Linked DNA regions of Gossypium hirsutum: region 2 is linked to region 1. The links are chromatin contacts, called in public Hi-C maps. All regions are on one chromosome and are shown on one strand. The core of a region is the stretch at or near the end of the contact, and the rest is flanking DNA. Distances in the headings are between cores, read along the strand shown.

What was found. A called contact is a pair of places that touch in the nucleus more often than the background predicts.
Region 2: a Hi-C map of leaf shows a contact between it and region 1, with 2.2 times the contacts expected there. The contact joins two enhancer-like sites. A contact is called at or near these places in 2 of 34 Hi-C or Micro-C datasets (both in leaf).

The regions. Positions count from the first base shown.
Region 1 is chrA01:40,106,033-40,110,724 of Gossypium_hirsutum_v2.1, reverse strand. No RefSeq gene overlaps it. Among protein-coding and RNA genes, the nearest start is that of LOC107922446, 18 kb to the right of the region's middle. Within about 2 kb of position 3,179, at least 1 of the 9 cell types and tissues checked has an H3K27ac peak or open chromatin away from gene starts, as enhancers often do. A contact at or near this core is called in leaf, where this site is marked.
Region 2 is chrA01:40,830,555-40,835,288 of Gossypium_hirsutum_v2.1, reverse strand. No RefSeq gene overlaps it. Among protein-coding and RNA genes, the nearest start is that of LOC121208299, 12 kb to the left of the region's middle. Within about 2 kb of position 2,873, at least 3 of the 9 cell types and tissues checked have an H3K27ac peak or open chromatin away from gene starts, as enhancers often do. A contact at or near this core is called in leaf, where this site is marked.

The sequences.
Region 1 (4,692 bases), core at 1,930-4,429:
ATTAAAATTAAGTTATAGACATATAGATGGCACCTACTTAAAATACATTAGAAAGGAAATTTTTAAGTTCTGAGCACCAAATATTCAATACTCATATATTTGTTTTTACAAATTGTATAATATTAGTACTCATTTTATACCAATATTTTTTAAAAAATTAGATTATGGACACCAAATGATCGGCACTATTTTTTAAGGAATAAAAGAATAGTTTTTTAAGTTTTGGCCATTGCATGTCCGACATTAATATGTAATTTTTTTTTATTGGCTGCTTCTTTCCTTTTCTTTTTTTTTTTCTTGCAAAGAAAGCAAGCATCCAAGAAATGGGGTTGATGAACGTCTTCAAATATGGCATCATAAAATCAAGCAAGCCTCGAAGAAGAAACTAAACCAAAAGAAGATGAAGAAAAAGAAGATAGATTCCTCAAACAACTCTTCCTAGAGTAACAAAGAGGTCTTGAAAGAAACCCATTTTGGTTAACCGTTTGGTAATGGCTTCCTGAATATCCAACATCCATATCTACAATGGAAGCCAATCCATCATCTTCCTTGATGAAACAAGGCCTCCTTGAAGGCCCTAAAGACTCCATTTGTATTTTAATTTTTTCCATCATCAAAATTTGCTTTTTAATCTTTTTCCTATTTTGAAGGATTAGTTTGAGGAATCTATCTTCAGTTTCTTCGTCGTTTTCTTCTGGTTCAGTTTCTTCTTCGAGGTCAGTTCGGTTTTACGATGATTTAAAGATGTTCATCAGCCCCATTTCTTGGATGTTTGTTTTCTTTGCGAGAAAAACAAAAGAAATAAGCAGCGAATAATAAAGAAAGAAAGAGAAAAAAAATACATGGTCAGCACTCAAAATAATTTTTTTTAAAAAGCTCGTGCTGACCATGTTATTGTCAAAATCTAACACAAAAATATTTTTTTACTCCTCAAAAGTGGTGTCAATTATTTGGTTTCTATAACTTTTTTTTAAATATTGGTATAAGATGAGTATTGATATCATATAATTTATAATAAAAAAACACATAGATGCAGATTATTTAGTATCCATAATCCAAAAAATTATTTTTTAATGTATTTTATGCGGGTGTTAGACCATCTAGTATTCATAATCTAATTTTATTATTTATTTCAGATCATTTAAATAATTATTAACATAAGTCATTCTTATAAATAATTAATTTTTGGATTATTTAAGTAAAATAGCCTTTAGTCTTACTTCGCTACCTTGGACCAATGCCAGAGCTAAAATCCCTCTCTTTCAATTTCCTACTAAATTACGGGTTTCTTTTTTACCTTGTTAGCCCCTTTACTTTAAAATAATTTGAGATTAGTCTCTAATTAAACTTTTTAAATTCAATCATTAAATCATTCATATTTTTAATCAGAATTTATCAACTCGACATATTAATTAAACTACATTGATATGATGTAACATATGCTAAACGAAAAAAATATATATTAAATTGATAAAAATTTTAATGAAAAACACGAACGATGCTAATGTCTGAATTAAGATTTTCAAATCGAAAAATAAGAGTAATTAAACTTTAAGGTTTTAAAATACAGAAAATAAATATAAAATTTTGCTAAATTACAATAAATTTGAACTTTTTTTCGTTGTTAACTTTCAAAATTAACAAACTATCATTAATTTACCCAAAAATACCAACATTAGTTAGCATCTCAATTAATATTAACTCAATCATTGAAAAGATTCCTTCTTATTTGCTACATATCTATAGTCAAGATTGAAAAATCGAACTGAATGATAAATTGGTGAGGTTTTCTATATAAATTTAACTCTTTTTGATCTTTTGGTTTAATAAATAAATTAAATTTAGTAAAGATTTATAGTTTATTACTTTAAAAATAAACAAAATTAATATTATTTTTATTATTTAAATTTAGTTTTTACTTATTTAATCGGTTTTACCAACTCTTTCAATACTCCACTTTTAAAATAAACACCGAAATGAAAATAGATAATATAAAATTTAGTCATTAAGCTTAGTAATTTTCTCAACTTAGTCCTTTTTTTCTAACTTAACTTTTTTCAGTTTTTGTGTATGTGATAATATGACATTTTGATATTGTGCCAAATTATCCCCCAAAAAATTATTTTTTATTAAAAATTTAGTGATAAAGTGGTACAATTTCAAAGTGTCGCGCCATTATAAAGATCAAAATTGTGAAAAGTTGTCAAGTTCCAAAATTAAAGTGGACAAAAAAAAAAGTTTAAAGACTAAGGAAAAATTGTCAAATTCAAAGATTAAAATGTTACCTTATACTTTAGGAAACAAATTTGGTACAATATCAATGGAATTTTTAATCTCTACATGAAAGGTTAAGAGCATGACAAGTGTCTTACAAAATTATAATAAAAAATTTTAAAAAATAAATATTAAAAAAAGAAATAAATGACAATTTTTTAAAATTATTTATAGAATAAAAAAAACACTGTAAGTATATCAAATACAAACTTATCTTTTAAATAGATGTTAGATTGTTGATATTGGTACAAATCAAGTTTTTTTCAACATGGGTTGAAGTTAATACAAGCTACTAAAAATTTAGAAACAAAATATTGATTGAGTGGTTGTTTTTACAAGGGGCACATACTAGATGATGGATTTCGAATTTAGAAGTTAATGTCATTGAAGATTTAAATAAACAGTACGAATTATTTGTGATTAGTAAAAAGAATTATGGAGACTTTTATATCAAGAGTCAAATTATATTTTTTTATTTAAAAATTGGATAAATTAATTTTTGTATATTAAATTAAAGAATAAATTGGTCTTTTTTGTTAAAAATTTATCTATTTGTATTGTTAAAAACTAGTGTGGTTGATAAATAATCAAATAATGACATGTAATGCGCCATATGTATTTCATGCTAACGTATAGGGACTCATTTTTTAACCGTACAAATAAATAAAATTTTAAAAAGAGAATTAATTTATTTTTAATTTAAGGTACAGAAATTAATATACCTAATTTTTAGTAAAATAAGTAAAATATAATCTAATTTTTAATACAAATGTTTAAGTAAGGAGTGAATAATATTGGAAATGAAAAGGAAATATATAACATTTGAAATGGAGAAATAATGGAGCAGTGTGGATTTTAGCTGTGAAAAGCAAAGAAGAAAGCAAGAATAAGTTGGTAGTGTTAAGGTTCCAGGGTCCTTATCATGTGTTGGCGGAAATCTTTTGAGCAATGACAGGTAAGACTGAGACCCACGTTTTGGCACCACTATTCACCACTCAGCACTAGCTGTGTATGACTTTACCCATTTCCCCATTTTGACTTTTAATTTTAGGTCCTAATTTAGTTTATAAAACTTGAATTTTAAATATCCATTTTACTGAATGTCACATGGTATTTTAGGATTTTTTTTAAAAAAATATTGATACTAACAATTATAATTGGTGTGTTTACATAAACACTTTTTCAGAAAAAATAATATTGAAATTTAATAAAATAATTATAATGGAAAATTGATATTATTAAAAATAAATAAGATCAGCTAATAGCATGAAAAAAAAAATCTTCAAGAAAAACTACAAATGCTAGTCTTGTAGTAAAAATCAAGGAATGTCACAAATTCCACTGCTAGAGTTGAAATTTGAAAAGATAATTTGAGTTATCTAAATTCTTCTTTCAAATTTTAAGAATTTTCAAAATTCTTATTTTGTTTTCCCTAATAATGAAAATTCACTTTAGAATTTTGGAAGTCTCTCTTTAAAATCCATCATCTAAAGACACTTTTACATTGCGTTTGGAAGGAAAATTTTAAAATGTATCATCTTAAATTTCTATTGTTTTAAATTATTTTGTTTGAATAATTACTTCTAAAAGAAATTTTAAGTTGCTAAAATTTCATGAACTAAAAAATATTTATGAAAATAATTCAATTAAAAATAAAATTGCATATATACCAACCATGTGCAGTATGAGTATTATTATATTTTTAAAACATATTAATATTATTATAATAAATTTTAAAATTTAGAAAATGATATTTTGTGGTTTGAGTTTTTATTATGTTATAGTGGGAATACATGGATTAAATAAATAAATTTAAAAAAAAAACAATTCTCTTTCCCTCCATTTTTTGGTAAAATTGAAAAAATAAAAATAAAATAAAATATTTGAAATATATATAATTTTAAACAAATATTTCTCTCTCATTTTCTCTACTCTCATCATTTCAATTTAAAATAATTGATTTTTATGCATTGAGATAAAAAATCATAATTTTTCTTATTTGTTTTTGCCTCACTTTCCTTCTGTATCAATTACACTCGAAATTTATTTTCTTTCTATTTTTTTACTCCGATCTAGTCACTTTTCTATCCAATCAAAAATACCTTAAAAGTTAAAAATCCTTATTTTCATCTTTTTTCACTTTTACAAAAGTATTTATAGTGAAAACAATGAAACAAATTTTATTTTATTTTTAAAATTTCACATATTTTCATTTTTATTTTCAAAAATCATTTTTAAAATTTTCAACCATGTTTTCTTCAATATTTTCTAAGAAAACAAAAAACTTTTGTTTACTGAAACTAAACAAAACCTTAGGGTGCTAATTTGGTTTTAAAGAATATTCTCTTTTTTATTTTTTATTTTCTATGTTTTGAAATCGTATTTGATAAGTATTTTTTAAATAGAAATAAAAACAAA
Region 2 (4,734 bases), core at 1,624-4,123, 720 kb before region 1:
TCTTTCCAAAACTTTTACAAGATTGATGATCAATCTTTCAAGGGTCTCTTTAAATCTTTTTTTTTTTGTTTCCTTTTTCATGCGATTTTTTAGTGTTAGATTAAGATTTTTATACAATATTAAATTTTTAATGATTGAATAAAATAATTAACATTTTAAATTAGTAATAATTTTTAAAGGTAAATTAATACAAATCCTTAAAGTTTTGCTTAAGATCCTGGATTTAAATTTTTGAATTTAGATTTTATTTATTTTATAAATGATAAGAACAAAATACATATTTTATTAACAAATTAGTTGAGAATCAATATAATAAGTATTTAAAAAATATAAAAATATGAACTTTTCAAATCTAAAAATATTTTAAAAAGTTTAAATCATTACTATATAAGCATCTAACAAATCCATAAATTTGAGAAATTATCATGAATGTGACCCTTTTAACTATTTTATTACACAATTTACACCATTTTTGAGATCTAAATTCAAATTCTTAAATGCTACCCTAAGAAATTAGGATTATTGTCATTATAATCTTGATTTACTTGAATATTGATAAGAATTTTAGTATTTTTGTTTAAAAGCTGTTATTGTTAGTGTGATTATTGTGAATATTATGTTTTGTATTTAACTATTACAACAAAAAAGACAACGTGAATTTAATTTTCTTAAAAAAAAATTCCCTTTAATTTAAGAATTGAGAATTATAAATAAAAATAGATATCTAGGTAAGAATAAAATATATATATAATGATTTACATGAAATTCAATTAAATTTTAAGGTTAAAATATACCATAGGTCATTGTATTATTTAAAAATTTAGAATTTAATTTCTATATTTTTTAGATTTTAAAATACAGATCTAATTATTAATATTATTAAATTAATTGATGTGATATTTTAAAATAAAAAAAATATTTTCTTAATAGAAATGTAACTAAAAAATATATTGAAATAAACATAAATTTTAAATTAAATTCTAAAAGTAATAATAACTCAGAAAGAAGTAAATAGTTACCGGACAGGAAAGATGGGCGGAGAAGTATGATGGCGTTACGTGCTCCTCTTCGCCACGTCAACTTCAAATCTGAACAGCAAAATTTAGTGGGACAGATGGGTCCCAAATATTAAAGTTTATCCGCTCATTTACCCTTAAATCATTACCAATGTTAGGGTCCAGACGCGTCATCTCTGACCACATTATTTTATTCTTTGTCCCACCATATTTCTCTCCAATCAAATCATGTTAGCAATTTTAATCTCAAATTTCATCTAATTCCTGAATGATAGTTACAAATTATTTTAAAAAAAATTATATTAGTATTTATTATTTTAAAATAATAATTTTTATTTAGATTCCAAAGATTATTTAAAGATGGTAATTTTACATTGCGCATGATAAAATTTAGGTTATTCTGATTATTTAATTGGGTGTATTTGATAAATTATTAAAATATTTAGGAGTGAATTTTAGGGATTGAAAATAAATTATAATTTTTTGAGATATCAAAATATACTTTTATCATTTATTAACTTATAATTTTATTATTTTGGAAAAGACTAAAATGATTTTATTTTTTCATTTTTAGGCCTAAAATGTAAATTTACTATATATAAATTTGTTATTTATGACGGACTAAAATGTTAATTTTTTCATTTGGGCGCCTGCCCCTAAGAACAAAAAGTAAGAGGTGCACTCTCTTATTACAACAAGTCTGGGAAAATCAAAGGGAAGGCTACAGAAGCTGCAATGCGAGCTTTAATGTTGGATTGAGTCGCCAGGTCTAAAAGAGAGCTTTTAATGTTGAGTATATGTTGAAATAAAATCAATAATAACAAAAATTTAGGTTAAGTTGTTATTATTATTAAAATTATTTTATTAAATTCATTAAGATAATATTTTAAAATTTAAAAAATCACTTATTAATAATATAATAAAAAAATAATGTTGAAAATGTCTGGCGGACTTTAAAAAATTAATTGAATTCACCGTGATAAAATAATATTTTTGTTGAAATATTATTTTTATGAAAAATTGACATTAATATTTTAATTTAAATGATTAAAAATATTAATTATTAAGATAAACTAATAATATTATAAAAATTAAAACTTTAAATTATGTCAAATTTAATATTAGAATCAAAATTGATATTTAATGATTGTGATGCAAAATATGAAGAAAAAAAAAGCGAAGAGAAGCTACATTTGCATATCTAAACTTGTTAGAGTATTCAAATTACCTACAAATTCCTAATTATTTAGATATTTAATTTTTAATTATTAAGATAATTTTCATTTTCTTTCCTCACATAGTTTAAATAGTTTCTCGTCAACAAATTGGATTCAATCCACGTCACTATAGCAAATGAAACTGAAATGCTGATGCAGCTACTAAATTTAAATAAATTACTTAAATTAATTACAAAATTTAAATCATCCCCTAATAGGGAGACTTCATATAAGCATAAATCATAAGATCTGTGATGAGTTAATTTAACTAATTTATCAACATCCTAATTGTTTTTTTCTAGGGATATATTGAATTTGCCATTGTTTAAATCGTATCAACAATTGATGAATTCCACTGATCAAAGTAGAATTAGAGTTATTTGTTGTCCTCTCCTAAATAGCTTTTTAGCTTATCAATCTCAATTAAAACACTATCATAACCATTATTACTTAAAAAATTAAACCATCAAAGATTCCTCGACATAAAAAAATAAACAATAAACTAATAATGTTGTTCGATAGTATATATAAAAGTCAATCAAATTTGGTTTAATATAAAAGAGTAAAGAAGCCACGTAGTGGGTGCATTTGGATAAATTAATAGTGTAGCTGTTCTTAAGGTGTTGAGTAGAGCGCTATGAGCATCGCTTTCCAATAGATGACCAAAGTGGGCAATGATTTATGATTATAATTGACTAGCCCACTAATAATATCTTCCCCAACTGTTATTATTTAATTACTATTTTTCTGTTTCTGTCAAATGGGTTTGGAAGTAAATTATGGGAGTATTAGGCTTTGTGGAATTTCAATCCTTTGATTTTATTGAATGAGTTATTTAGTGGAATTTCATTTTCTCTTTATTTGTCAACATTCGGTGGAAGAGACTAAAAATAGCCTATTCAACACTAACACGCAATACTTTTTTCTTTTGTTTTAATCAATTTTACCCAGTAATTTTTTTTATTTTTATTTTCAAACTCACTCTCAATCATTTTCTTTCTCTTTCATTCAATTTTCATAAACTTCTAAAATAAATTGCAGAATCTATTTCTGTTTTCATCTTAGTTTTACTTTAATCTTACTCATCATTTTCTTCTACTCTCCATCAATTTCTAGAATATAATAAGAAAGAATAAAAACTCATTTCTCAATAATTTCAACTCTCGATCAATTTACAGAAGACAATAAAACTAAAACTAAAACTCATTTCTTGATAATAGATATGTAAAACGTGATTTGGAGAAAGAAACTTTCTTATTTTTCTTTCAAATAACAGATAAATAAAAAGGGAAACAAGAAAATGAAAAAAAAAAAAAAGAAAGCTTAAATTAAAGGCATTTGGAGCAAGTGAAATAGTGGACGCCGATGCCATCAGTGGTTGAAAAATAATTTTTTTAAATATAAATACATGTATTTTTTTCATTCAGTGCATATATCATAAATACCCAAACGAATTTTTGAGCAATAATGTTTCAAGTATAATTTATAAAAATAACTGTTGATATTATTTTTTAGGGTAATTTATAAAAATAGTTACTTTTGTTTACCTCAGGTTACATTTTGGTCACTTATGTTTCAAATGTTACGTTTTAGTCACATATATTACTATTTTGTTACTAAGTGATCACTCTACCATTAAGTTCTGTTGTCTCTCTAACAGTAATCCTATATAGCAGTCCAACTAGATTTTAGATGTCAACTTGGATTTCTAAATGGGATGAAAATAGATTTTTAATTTTTAAACCTAAACCTTAACTAAAAAAACTATTCATCTCCTCTTTTTAATTTTTCCTCGGTCTCTTCTTTTTTTCAATAGTTTTTTTTTTCATTTGATTGGAAAAACTATTATTAAGATCAAAATAGTTGGAATCAAATTGATTGCTTCATAAAGATGAAGGTATGTCTTCTTTGCATTCATCTATCTCTTTTATTCAATACTGAAAAATAAAAGATTGGATTTTTTATTATTTAATGAAAACCCTAAATTAAAATTCTTGATATAAATATTAACAATTAAAAGAATTTCAGATTAAAAAAAGGGATACCCACAAAGGGATGTGAACAAACAAGCCGATTTAGATAAAAAAATCGGATTGAGACACTAATTATTCAAGAAAGTGAAGAATTGGAAAATAAAATGATTAGGAACAAAAACGATTACCATCTTCTTATTCGTCGACAACTACTTCATTTTAAGTTTTAGAACATAAATTTGTCGGTGAAGAAGACATACCTAGACTCTCCATTGAATCCTCTTTTGTTTTGTAGGTGAATGCAAAATTTTGATGAAAATAGCTTTTTTAGTCAATTGAAAAAGAAAACTAAAAAAAAGGGAGATGAACGGTTTTTTAACTAAGATTTAGGGTTTAAAATTTTTAATTAATTAAATTTATTTAATAAAAAATCTATTCACATCCCATTAGGAAATCCAAGTTGGCACTTAAAATCTAGTTAGGCTGCCACATAGGATTACCATTAGGGAGATAACGGAACTTAACGGG